Linked DNA regions of Mus musculus: region 2 is linked to region 1. A link is a contact called in public HiChIP or PLAC-seq data. All regions are on one chromosome and are shown on one strand. The core of a region is the stretch at or near the end of the contact, and the rest is flanking DNA. Distances in the headings are between cores, read along the strand shown. Region 1 has its middle 84 kb from the start of Gm11412. Region 2 overlaps Nfib (nuclear factor I/B).

What was found. HiChIP or PLAC-seq counts read pairs in DNA pulled down with a chosen protein or histone mark.
Region 2: a contact with region 1 is called in an H3K27ac HiChIP or PLAC-seq map of heart atrium, with 5 read pairs. The contact joins two enhancer-like sites. A contact is called at or near these places in 3 of 115 datasets of contacts at active chromatin or transcription factors (embryonic forebrain, fibro-adipogenic progenitors and heart atrium).

What each region holds. Positions count from the first base shown.
Region 1 is chr4:81,824,547-81,831,437 of GRCm38.p6, reverse strand. No RefSeq gene overlaps it. Among named protein-coding and RNA genes, the nearest start is that of Gm11412, 84 kb to the right of the region's middle. Within about 2 kb of position 1,262, at least 18 of the 459 cell types and tissues checked have an H3K27ac peak or open chromatin away from gene starts, as enhancers often do. A contact at or near this core is called in heart atrium, where this site is marked.
Region 2 is chr4:82,481,064-82,488,069 of GRCm38.p6, reverse strand. The region is part of intron 2 of Nfib (nuclear factor I/B); the gene reads left to right. It also overlaps 2310067E19Rik. Among named protein-coding and RNA genes, the nearest start is that of Nfib, 21 kb to the left of the region's middle. Within about 2 kb of position 4,594, at least 22 of the 459 cell types and tissues checked have an H3K27ac peak or open chromatin away from gene starts, as enhancers often do. A contact at or near this core is called in heart atrium, where this site is marked.

The DNA.
Region 1 (6,891 bases), core at 13-2,512:
TACTCCAGGGTGCTATTAAAAAGCAGGCTGAGGAAGGATGGAGGAGCAATCCAGTAAGCAGAGTTCCTTCTTCGATTCTGCTTCAGTTTCTGCCTCCAGGTTCCTGCCTTGACTTGTTTTGATAAAGGACTGTGATGTGGAACTGTAAGCCAAATAAACCCTTTCCTCCACATTTCGTTACAGCATGTTATCACAGCAATAGAAAGCAAACAAAGACAATATCTGAGTGTCCCTTATTGCTGCCATTGGTTTTGATGATTCTATACACAGCTTTATAACTGTGCCTTCATTTAGAGTCCATAATAAATCTATAAGTATTTTTATATTTATCCTAGGAGACTATAAAGAGAATTGAAATATTTATAATACTCAGTGAAGGAACTAAAAACCCTGAATTTAACATGGAAATATATGCACCTACAACTTTCTCTAAAAACCTTAAATTACCATTTATCTATCTACCTACTTACCTATCTATGATATGATCATACTCTATCACAGAACATCCCTGCTTAATTATTCCTCAATCACTGCTCCTTTTAATTATTTGTAGTGTTTATAGGTCAGAGCTGAGGGTTGAGAACCTGGTATGCTTCTAAGGAGGATGTTGCACTAGATGTCTAGGTGTGGCCAAGAAAGACAAAGTAAAAGGAGAGACACTGACAGCTGTGAAATGAAAAAGATAAGGACATGAAGCCGACTTTAAAACGGGTTGGATCAGCACTCAAGAAAGAGCATCCCTCAGCGCAGCTGACTATGCACTAACTTTATAATGGGATTTCAGGCTGGCTGTGAGCCAGCAAATTGCCTTTCTTCATTTGAATGTTCATTTGGCTAACTGATCCTTTTAGAATACCTGTCATTTTGAGGTTAACAGACCAAAAGAAGCCACAAAAAGAGTTTGATCTCTGTGTAGCAGAAAGCAGGTCTTGAGAATGGAGAACTACAATTAACTAGTATATAGGAGTGTCAACAGTATCTTTGGAATCACAGGATTTGTTGTGCAAGGAGAAATTCATAAATGCTAATTTTCTCTCTTTGGGCACAGAGGGTTTGTTCTCTTCCTAACTAAACTTGGGGACTTTATGTGTGTAAAGTTTACCAATGCAAAGTTAGCAGAGTGTACCCACTCAGATCCGGGATGTAGCTGAAGGAGTCTTGTTTACTTTTCCATGCCCCCTTTCCTGATTTGGTCCTCATGAAAACTGGAGAAAAGGAAATGCCATTAGCCTGGGCCTCCTAGAGACAAAGATAAGGAGAGCCCTGCAGGCTGACCCATATCAGGGCAAGAGTACAAGGCAGGAACTCACTGACTGGCAACCGACTAACATTCCAGGATGGTTTGTCGCCTCTACTTTACTAAGAATGGTGAATCATGTTTTCCCATGTTCTATCTCTTGCACTTAACATCTCTGTCCTCAAATGTCTTTTTTCCACATGGGAGTTGAATGTGTTATAGTTTCAGTTTCTGGCTTTTCCTTGCCCTGTGACTTAATGAATGCCACGTATATCTGGGATTTTTTGTTGTTGTTGTTGTTGTTGTTAATTGTTGTTGTGTTAAAACCATGGATGCATGGATCGGTGACTGTGTTCCATTTCCCCCATCCTCAGGAACAGGACCTATCCTCCTTTAAGATCAGAAATGGATGTGCTGCTGGCTCAGGTTTGAGTCTGTACTAAAGTGGAAGTCTCTTACCACTACCCAGTACTCTCCACGATAATGAAGTTGGGCCTTCTGAAGAATGGAATCCATCTTGTCTTTTATTGACCTTTTTAAAAAGCCCTACCAAACAAAAACACCAACCATGAACACAGTCCCCAGACACTTTTCTTCTCTGATGTACACCTGCATGCCTCAGCTATGTCGTTTATTATAATATGACTCTGGCCTTGCAAAGTTGGACAACTGAGTAAAAAGGCAAATGTCTACCATGTACAATGCTCATCTCACTAATTCCCTTAATTATAAATATTTATTTGTCAAAGCCTTTTACATTTATGATTTCAATAATTCTATTTTTCACTGATTATTACCAAAGTTATTTTTATTAAATATTCTTGCAGAGTTTTCCCTCTTGTGGCAATATCATCCATATGATGCTGACAACAAAATTATTGAAGTGTAAAATCCTGTGGTTCAGTCACTTTCAGTTAAGTTGTATACAGTCTTAATAACTATAATAATAAGAACAGCTCACAAGATAGTATAGACAATTGCCTACATTCAAAGGACCCACTAAACCTTTACATCAAGTTTCTGGGATCCAGAAGGAGTAGAAGAAGTAGTTGACTCTGTGGAGCTTTAAGGACTTTTCATCTTGTCTGAATTCTTTACATATTACACAAGGACATCCAAGAAAGTGTCAAGTGAGATTTTGAGTTTTCACTAGGATAAAGTTAGGCTGGATCTACTGAGCTGATGGATTGGGGTGGAGGGTATGTGTACATATTCCAGAGAGTGCTGTGCCCACAGACTACCCACATAGCATTCCTCCGGATCCCAGAGGCTGCCAAATCCATCACCCACCTCCTGTCTCCCTTTGCTTCTTATCCTGGCTTTGCTTCTAGTTCTGTTGCTTCAACTGGCTCTCTTGGTTCCCTGGACCCCAACTATCTCAAAAATCTGATCCCCTGGATTCAACTAACAGTCCACTTGTTTTAATGCATCTTTGACTTGACACTGTCCTGAGCTTGCTCATTGGTTTCCTCCATGAGAGGAAGGCTACTTTCTTAGGCAGCTGCAGACAACCTTAACCTTAATGCTCTCTGGTGGATAATATAAATTGATGAATTGCCTGCCTTCCATCTCCCCCTTCCAAATCTCTCCTCTCTCTCTCTCTCTCTCTCTCTCTCTCTCTCTCTCTCTCTCTCTCTCTCTCTCTCTCTCTCTCCCTCCCTCCCTCCTTTCTTCCCTCCCTTATTCCCCCAAGTCTATTGAAACTAACCCTTTCGATCCCCTTAAATCCCAAAGACCAGAAAATATTTACTGTTCGAATTTGTGTTCTTATATTCTTGTATTAATTAAAGTTCATTGTGATCTTGAAAGTAGTCATTCCTAAGTGCCTTCTTTTCTAGGTAAAACTTTAAAAATGATCAGTTCTTCTATCGCGGGTTATTCGGGACCGGAATTATGTACAATGCTAAAATATGGGGCATGCCCAGGTCATTGAATAGCCCAACATCAACCTCTGTTTCTCACTTTGCTCCAACCGCTGATCTATGCACACTGCCAATATGACAACAATATTTTCCAATGTATTTTTCTGGTTCCTATTTGACAAATATTAGTTGTATAAATGTATGACTGGGGAGTGGCTACACACAAGTTATGGCATGCATATTGAGGTCAGAACACAACTTTTTACAGTTTATTGTCTTCGTCCTCGTTTACACAGGTTCCAGTAATAGACCTTGGATCATCAAACTCCAGTCACACCAGTCCTTTTTATGGTCTTCATTTTCAGTAGTGAATCATGCTTTTGCTTTGTGTGTTTGCTTGTGTGCTTTGCTTTGCTTTATTTCATTTCATTTCATTTCATTTCATTTCATTTCATTTCATTTCATTTCATTTTATGTGGGCCGGTAGTTTTAGACCCCTCTTATAGTGGAGTGATGACCTTAAAGTTCTGATCCAACTGCTCCCACATCCCAAGTGCTGAGATTATGGGGTCTGCTATATGGCAGATTTTAAGGGGTGCTGGAGATCAAGTCCAGGGCCTCATACATGCTAAGCAAGCACTCTTATAACTGGGCTCTGCTCCCAGCCTCTGATTCATGCATTGGCAATAAAATAAGGGTATTTGTGTGCATGTGAATAAATGTCTCTTAGAACCAGGGCTGAAAATTCTGTCTGTGGAGAGACAGACAAGTATTGTTGACATTCTGGGTCAACGAGTCCCTCGTTCACATCCTTCTTCCCAGCTTTCATTCATCCGCCCAGATTTGAAAATGTCCTACCCTCAGTTTACGGACTGAAAATAATAAGCTGGCCGAGTAGATTGCTAACTCTTAGTTTATGATGCTATTTATTTACCTATTTTTCACAGAATTATTACCCTCTTCATCTTTGAATTCTATTAGATGCAATCCTATGAAGACTGAAATTGATATTCCTGATTTATAAACTTAATCCTTAAATATTTCATGAGCAAACAGACCAAAAAATGAAAAATTATATTTTCTAGTAAAAATGTACATTGGGTGTAATTTTATTTTTATATGTTTAGGTGTTTTGCTTGCATGTATGTCTGTGTACCACCTAAATGCCTGGTATCTGCAGGGAGATAGAAGGGGGTGTCAGGTGTCCTGGAACTAGAGTTACAGATGATTGTGAGCCATTGTGCTGGTGTTAGGAGAATGGTGTTTCCTCTGTATGAGCCAAAATTCTCTTAACCATTGAGTTATTTCTCTGTCCACTAGATGTAAAATTTAAGAAAGCATATTGATTATTTTAAATTTACACACATGTTAGCTGTCCTCTGACAACTCTTTATTTCTTCACCTTATTTTGTTTTATCAGTTACACGTTTTGAAAGAGTAATTTCCTTTAAACTTTGATAGATTTTTCCCCCCAGTTTCTTCCTCATTGCCCTGGCCTTTGGTTTGATGGATCTTTTCAGATTCTTCCAGTAGTAAAACTGTAAGAAGTGCTTTCAGAGCTTGAAAATGAAGCCTATTAAAGTCATGGTTATGCCTGCCAAAAATCATAGCACAGGTAGCAGGCACTCTACTCCCACCCTGGCTGAACATCCACCATTTGTCCTATCAACACATACCATCTTTCTTGCTCTGTGGGATGTTTGATCGTATCTCTCTGAGATTAGAGCCAGCAAATGTGCTAATTGTGACCTTATGCAACAACTTTAGTAACTCAGAAAAATATTAGTTTCCTCATAAAAGATGACTCAGTCTTCCTCCACCAGGCCATGGAGTTTTATTATTTTGGAATAATCTCTAATCTTTGGAAAACTCTAGTTAATGTCTCGAGTAAGCATCACTGGAACCCCGCACCATGAACCAGTAGGCTGGAGTCCAGTATGGATCTAGTTGTCTAAGGTATTTACATTCTTCTTTTTCCCTTCCTTTGCTAAAGTTGAGTTTCACTATTAAAAGATCCTAGGGTTTGATTGCAGTCAACTGCTATTCTTTGCCAGCCACTCTTGGCAAAACCAGGTCTTTCAGAAACACACATCCTGCTTTGAATGCATTGAATCAGGACTCAGATAACCATGTGTTGAAGGGTGATGCCTGTCATTAACACTACAAATACCAGACCAGGCCTGCCACTAAGAGAGGGAAGGGAGAGAGGGAAAGAAAGGGAGGGGAGGGGGAGTGAGAGGGAGAGGGGGAGGGAGGGGGAGGACATTCTTTGAGAGCCCCCATCACAAACTATTTTAATGAACTGAGCTGGAGTTATTGCCTTTTAACTTAACATGGAAATTTACTTACAAAGATCTAGCAAATAGCCAGATCCCCAATTCTTAAGTGAGCTTTCTTCACACAAATGTTCTGTCCGGCTAGAACTGGTATCTAAGTCATGGTTGCGCTGTAAGATTCAAAGTATTTCATATTCTATTGTTTGACATTAGATATTTTTTTGTCTTTCCCATTTATTGGTCCACAGGGAGAGAGGTTGTCAGAACAGAACAAGGACAACACGTCTTTAAGTTTGCTTTAAATACCATCTTGCAACATGGCTGATTACATAAATTTGAAACAAATACTATCCTGGAGCATTTTGTAGAGCAGATCCTGTTTGTACATTTAGAAATAAATATGTAAAAATATGTGCCTATGTGCGCTAGATGGTTTCTTTTCACACTATGCAGAATTTGTCCTTTCTACAATATGTATGCTTTGTTTTACAGACAAGACATATGAAGAGGCTATTCAACAACCAAAATAAGAAAATGTCTCTCTCTGTTTTTAGAGCTAGGTAGTGCTCACTTCAGACTCCAAGGGTATCAAATTGGAAGATCCACATTAGAAGAGTCTCAAATTCCTAATTCAACTAACTAAAAGATACAATTACAAATTGTATCCTTCTGTATACATTTCATATAACTTGTAAAATTAAATGTTTATTTTTGTCTTTCCATTTTTATTTGCTAAAGCATATGGTATGATAAAAGGAAAGAACCCACACACACACACACACACACACACACACAGATACAGATACAGATGCATGTGTGTGTGTGTGTGTGTGTGTGTGAGTGTGTGTGTGTGTGTGTGTGTGTGTGTGTGTGTGTGTGTGCGTGCATGCGTATTTGGCCAAGAACTGATTGGGGAGGGATGGGATTTAGCATGTCTCCCACTGAAGGATGGGAAGAGCTGTCTTTAAATCTAATTTTAACATAAATACAAGGAATACCACATTTCAGCGTGTTCCCTACAGAATATCTTCTCTTTAACATTGGATTTTATCTCATCATACACAGCAGCATAAACAAAGACTCTCTGCCTATAGATATTATTTAAGCTACTTAACTAAATCTTTCTTACAAAATTTTCTTTAGTTCTAGGGATATAGAGGTGGCTCAGCAGATAAGAGCACTTGCTACTCTTGTACCAGTTTGGTGATGAACAAACTCACAGTCAGTGTAACTTCTGGTCCATGATATCTTCTAGCCTCTGTGGGCATCCACTGGCGTGTCACTCATAAACACACAGATAAACACAAACAATATATAATTAAAAGCATAAATACATTTTTAGTTCTGTGATAAACCTGTTACTTGAGCTAACAAGAAAGAATAATAACAGGGATGCCATAATCATTTAATATAAATGTGTTCTGCTCAAGCAAATTAATATGAAAAGGTATATGAAAGGATATTTTTAGAGTCATGCAGTAGCATTTTGAAGCAAATGTTTCTGTGATGCGAATCA
Region 2 (7,006 bases), core at 3,345-5,844, 650 kb before region 1:
TTAAACAGGAGTTTTGGGGACACATAAACTGTACTGGTTTGTTTTCTGTTGCTGTGATGAGATCCCATGACCAAGCCACCTGGGGAAGAAAGGGTTTATCTCACCTTCTGTTTCCAGGTAACATTTCACCGCTGAAGGTAGTCAATCAAGGCAGGAACTAAAGCAGGAACAAATGGAGGGATGCTACTAACTGGCTTGCTTCTTTTCTGACTTCTGCTCAGTTAGCTTTCTTATCTAGCCCAGTCCCACCTGCATAGGGATGGTGCTGCACAGAGTGGACTGGGCTCTCTAATATCAGTTAACAGTCAAGAAAATGCTTCACAGACATGTGCAGACCAATGTGATAGAGATTGTCTCCAATTGAGGCTTCCTCTTCTCAGGTGACTCTGTCAAGGTGACACCAACTACTAAGCAGTATATAAGCATTTAGTCTCTTAAACATAGGACATGCCTATGATTAACACAGTTCTGCTCTTGCCTTTATGAGCTTTGTTACTTTGGTCAAGTCTTTTGATTTTTCTCTTTGATAAACTAGGATTTCTAATGACTATTTTAGGATTTGTGTAATCATGTAAGTAGAGCACTCATTTAATAGCCATTATTATTTTTTTAAATATTTTTTATTACATATTTTCCTCAATTATATTTCCAATGCTATCCCAAAAGTCCCCCATACCCTCCCCCCCACTTCCCTACCCACCCATTCCCATTTTTTTGGCCCTGGCGTTCCCCTGTACTGGGGCATATACAGTTTGCGTGTCCAATGGGCCTCTCTTTCCAGTGATGGCCGACTATTATATAAAGGAATATAGTGTATAGACTACCTGAGCATGGAGGGAAGGAATATGTGAATATTTAAACAAGTACTCATCACTGTGTTAGTAGCTATCTCCAGCAAAAATAAAACATCCTAAAGAGAGAGGATGGGGGAAGCAATGTTCCAGCAATACGCCCGTGTATGGGTCCTTGCTAGTAAGAACTTTGAAGGTAGGCATATACAGTTAGCTGATCCTATAAGGTTTTGAAATACACTTAAATTACTGTATCATTTCAGGAGTCCTCAGATTTTCTTGAGTTTCCTTAATGCATCTAGGAATATTTTAGGGAAAGGAGTAAAATCATTTTCTTTGTGGCTTCCTGAATCAAAAGCTTGACCCGTGTTTGATAAAGAGTGTCCTAGTCAAACCTTGAAGTGAACTTGTTACCCTGCTGTGGAACGTGGATCTCTCCTGTGTATCAAGATGAAGTCACCCACACTTGGAAGAGCTTCGTTTACATTGTAGATTGGGTTGGACAGAAGTGTGGATATGACAAGGCTGAACGGCTAGTTAAAATGAGCGAGCTGCTGGTCTTGAGACTCTCAGTCAGAAAGGTCCCGTGACCCTTAGTTGGGTCAGAGCCTCAGACAGTTTAATTGCTTACGTGGATTGTTTTGATTCTATTGCCGGCTGACTCTTCAAGTCAGCCTTCCTACTCCTCCTTTTTGTGGCTTTCCGAAAATTAATTAAATGACCTCTAGAGGGAAGAACTTAGTATTTATTGCTTAGAGCAATTTCACTTTTACTAAGAGCAACTGGAAGTCAAAGGAGAAATGGTTAAAACATTGGCTTCTCCCCACCATGAGGGATCAGCGTTTGACTTAGGTGACTCTGGTTCGTTGGCTCCCCATGGGCGTGGAGCTAAATTGGTATGCCAGATTCCTGGGCAACGGGATGATCCTGCTCTCTGTGGCCAGTGGACTGTTCCTCTCACTCACTTTGCAGAGCAGTTTGGAAACTGTGGAGATTAAGAGGGAAGTATCTTAAATTATATGTTAGGCTGATGGTATGTGCAGAAGAAACATATTCCTACATGAAGGGCTTGACCATGGTGTTTATCATAGACCTAATGGCTCTAGTCAGGGCTCAGAAGGAGAAGTTGTTCCACACTTGTCTAGTAGTTAAAGGGTAACTAGGGTGTGCACATCAGAACATTGATCGGCTTGCTTGGATTCTGGTCCAGAAGTGCTAATGATCTGTGCTGTGCCTTTTCTTTTTGAGAAGAGACTGGCATTCAGTTGCTGTTCACAGGATACAGAGAGATCTATAAAAGTGAGTTCCTAGAACACAGTGTATCCTCAAGTTTTCAACACTCAAATCGGATTGCTGCTGATAACATTTGTAACATTTGTTACTGTGTCTTCCCAATGCTCTTGAAGAGCTTTGTGTACACTTCTAATAGAAGTTAATGAGATGCTACAATGAGAACATCCACATGGATCCTAAACACTGGCTGTGTTCTGTAGCTTCTCAGAGTTGCTGCAGTGTCTCTTTTATTCCTACCACGTCAAGCATCATGTTGCAGGGTATGACCTGTAGTTATCATGTGCAATTTTGGTTCCATTTATAGTCTCCAAATAAGGGAAAAGCAGCTTATAGTAATATGAGGATCACTGGTCTTACAATAATTAAATAGACTTGTTATACGGCATTAATCCCGTTTGGAACAGTTGGAATGACTTCTCAGTACTAACAAACACAGCATTAGGGCTCACAGTTAATCTGCTTTTTGTATCCAACATTCGTATAATATAAAACATGTGTATGGAGAAACATATTTTAGATTTAAGATGAGTTCATGGGAGGACAAAATGAAATTGTATTAGATTCTAGCAATATGAACACAGTTCCAAATACTGATAAAATCTGGAATTCATTTAGAATGAGAGTAGGTAGAAAAATATTTTTAGCAACTTGCAAGTTTTCTTTGCTGAATACCGTGTTTGTATTCTTAGAATTGGATTTTTTTTTGCTGAGATCCATGTGTGGTAGATGTATGAGACATACATGTAATGTGAACAGAAACCTTTATGCAGCTATTGATGCCTTGTAAGTTGTGGTTATGGTATCTGTCATTGGTACAACCTCTGGTCTGTCCTTGAGAGCTGAAGCAGACTCAGTTTTAAAGTCTGGTCCGATCTGCTTCTGTAGGTCATGGGAATGGTGCTAGTGAAAGATTTATCTTTCATTCACTGTTCAAAGAACATCATTACGGTTTTGTTGAAAGGGCTCCTGGGTTAGGATTATGTTTATGTCTCCTGTGGTACAAGCCCCATGAGGCAGGGTTTTCTCATCAGTGTAGACTTCCTTACTGTCCTTGAATGTTCCACACTTGGGATGTGAGTTCATCTTTGGTGCTCTAGTTCCAGGAAACGAATCTCAGGAAGGATGAAGTATTGGTCCATCATAGGACAGATTGCATCGCCTGTGCAGAGGAGTGTGGAAAATCCTGTGATTACTGAGTGGGGTACAGCCATTTTATGTCACGTGCCTGGGACCAGCTACCACATTGTCAGGGAAAAACACGATGTAGCAACAGTATTAGATCATGCAAATGAGACTACTGAATAGTAATAGTTATGGGCAATATTTTGGAAAACACTGATTAGTGACAGTTTTATTACAGCAAATGTATGTATCAAGTCCCCAGATTTCATTGTAACGCACTGAAAACAGATGTCAAAGTGTCCCAAACAGAATTTCATGGTTAATCTACATATTGCATGGAAAGTGCAAACAAACCATTTAGAATTCTGTTATTTAATCCTTTTAGAAGGAACGAAAATAGACAATTTAGGTTTTCTTCCTTCTTTCTTTTAATTTCAGTTTTTGTTTTCTAGGGACTGAGGATAAATTATTTTTCTGTTTGTTTTTTTTTTAAAGATGCATATGGGAGGAGATATGTTTGCCTATGGATGTGATTTTACGTAGTGTACTTTAAACTGTAACTTTCTGAGCATAAGGTCTTTGTACTATAGAAAGGAAAAATTAGGTGCTAAATTATTTAGTGACCTGGCAGTGGAATTACTTTCTTGTATTTCTTTGTTTACTGGCAGATTTCATTCTGGGCCACACAACGATGCAGCTGAAATGAAAGAGAAAGCAGTTAGTGACTACTTCTGTCATGTCTCTGGGGGACTTTGTCTCTCAGGGACTCAGTTTCTAGAGGACTTCTCTAAGACCTCTTAACTCTGGCATCTTAGGAATTTGGCCTCTGGTTAGTTTGGCCAAGGGGCAGGGCAGTCTCCACCATGATAACCAGCTCTGAAAGAGTTGATACCCTTGCTAAATTGGAGTTTTAATATGTTTTATTTATTATTGAGTATTATGTAACATTTCTATGTGGTTAATTCAAAGTCCAATAAGCAGATGGTTTAGGTCGGTCTATACTTAAAAATAAAAAAAAGGTTACTCTTGGAGTAGCCTTTATTTGGTAGGATTTTAGTGCAGAGGGGCGGGGTGTGTGTGTGTGGGGAGGTCTCAAGAGATTACAGTTCGGAATATTGTGCTTAAGAGACCCAAGCCTCTTTGGTTGTTTATGTTAGTCTGACTGCTACAGAGGCAGAATAAGCATAGCTAATAAGAAGTATGAGTTTATGAAAACACCAGCCACACTTTTTAAAAGAAGCACAGACAAAAGTCACAACACATCGACTGTTCTCATTTTCACTTTCGTGAAATAAATTGACTCAAGGGTCTTCTGTTTTCTCTCTGCTGTCTCTTCTTAGGAAGTGCTGTAAGGAAGTCAGGCCGCAGCCATGTTTTTCAGGGGAAGCTGCCTTTCCATTCTCAGTGGTTGGCAAACACTCCCTTAAAGTTACAGACAGCTAGCTAATATCACGGAGATGCTAACAGTCGGGAAACAGAAAAGAATCTACTAAAAATGCATCGTTAAGGTTAAGCTTCCAGCAAGATATGACTTGATGTATTTGGATAAGTGTTTGAAATTGGTTTAAGAAAAAAAAGTAAGTTGAGAGTTTCATATTTTAAGAAAAACAGGAGCTGTCTTGAGGAGTTGGTGTGCAGGTTGCTTCTGAATCCCGGCGACTTTCAGATTAGTTTGATAATTACTCTCTCCATTCCCTCTGGGCCATGTACATCTTTTATCTCAGTTATATATTTTTTTTAAAGTTTAAGACAAACATAATATAACTGCTCTTATCTAAGAAATGCTTCTAAGGCTTCTGTCTCAGTTCAGTTTTTAGAAAACGAAACACTAGGTTCAATGTCAAAGGACCCTTCAATGGATATTTTAAGGTAAGAGTCTTTTTTAGTATGGGAAAGATGGCTCTTGAGTTCACGTTTCACATGTTATCTTGTCCCCTGGAGTATGGCGAACACTGGACTGAAGAGGAGGCAGGCATGGTTAAAAAAAATTAAATACATGTTAAATACACATTCTTCCAAAAAGTTCATTTCTAGCTTGATGGTCATGAAACAAGTTTTAAGGTATGTTTCTCAGGCACAGTTGTAGATAGATAAATGCATGAATAAAGTTGGATAAGAGTGTAAGGCAAAGCCATGGCCATGATGTGGGAGTGTCCCAGGAAGCAACGGCATTTATTTAACGAGCAAATGCATGTAAATGTAGACTGTGTATAGAATAACAGGAGAATTACATGTGGTTATTGAAGTGGTGAAAGGGAGAACCTTCAAATTGGGTAAATTGTATACCGGGATTTGCTGTCTTTATTTTCTTCTATCTATTGATTGGTCAGTGTTTCAAACTGTCATTCTACGTATACATACTATAAGTTTTCAGAATGAGCAAAATGAAACCAAATGGTGTGCCCATGCCAGTCACTGAGCGTATTCTTGATCATGCCATGGGTCTGAATGATGGTTTTATTGTTCACCATGTGGTTGGGTCCATTAGTTTTATTTGCTAAGCTTTGGTTTTCTGAGCTCTGGAGTGGTATTGCTGGTCTACTCAGCAGTTCTGAGATCAAATCAGAAAATGCCTGTAAAGTGCTTAGCACCACGCCTCTCACACTGCAGGTGCTTGATAAGGCATAAGGCATTTACCTTCAGCTGGGTATAGTGCAAACCCAGCTCTCAGGAGGCTGAGACAGGTGGCTGTCTGTGAGTTCCAGCAAGCCAGGGCTACAGAGTGAAACTATCTTAAAAAACAAACAAGCCAACAAACAGACAAAGAGACAACTCATCCCAAATCTAAAATCATTACCAGTATACTCTGATACTAACCAGCTCACACAATGTGGACATATAGTAGCTCTTCAATATTTATTCTATAGGAGAGTGCTCCCGACCTTTCTCTGAGGAGCCTAGAAGATGAAGTGTCCCCTTCGCGGGGGGTAGAATATTAATTTGAGGACAGTTAATAAAGTGAGAAGAAAAAACTCTGAAGTTCGCAGTTTTTCAAATATTGTAATTATGGCGAGAATTCTGGCAGATAGTATGGTTGCTGTGTGATTTCTGAAGACTTCATCCCTCCTGTGCATGGCAGAGAACTACAAAAGGTTACCATCCTCATGCCAGCATCTGTAGGTAACTTACAAGCATAGCCTTCCCTAGGAGCATAAAGACATGCTGGATACCAGTAACATTTCTTATTAGAATCCAATATACATAGCTATTACTCATTATTCCTAAATCCCTTTAATTTAGGTTATAAGAAAATTGCTGACATAAAAGGATTTGGAAACAACACTGAACATACCCATTGTTACCTAACAGCAAGTACTTGGGACAATGGTATTTATTTACATCAGAAACAAGACTTTATGTGTTCATACACTTTACTAATGATATGCACATATATAGTGCTTACATATCTATTTACAATATGTATTCCCTTTTTATCCTATTAGTTTTAATCCTAGTTCCCCAAATCAGCTGAGAAGAAATATTTCAATATTGTATATAAGTTTATTCTCTGGAGAAGAATTTGACTGTTTTGTCTTTTTAAATGTTAAAATTATTTGATTGATTATATAATTTTAAGTGCCTGAAATATTGTGGTACTAGAATCTTTGCCTCAATATTCACTTCATAGAAATCTTGCCTTGTTACTCATTTAATGGTTGGTAGCTTTTCTAAAGTATGTATTATGTGTGTGTATACATTCTCCTATTAAATATGATTTTTTTCACATACAGAGCTAATGAGGTAAGCATTTATGAAACTATTAGGGTATATCTATCTATCTATCTGAATCATCTGGTGTA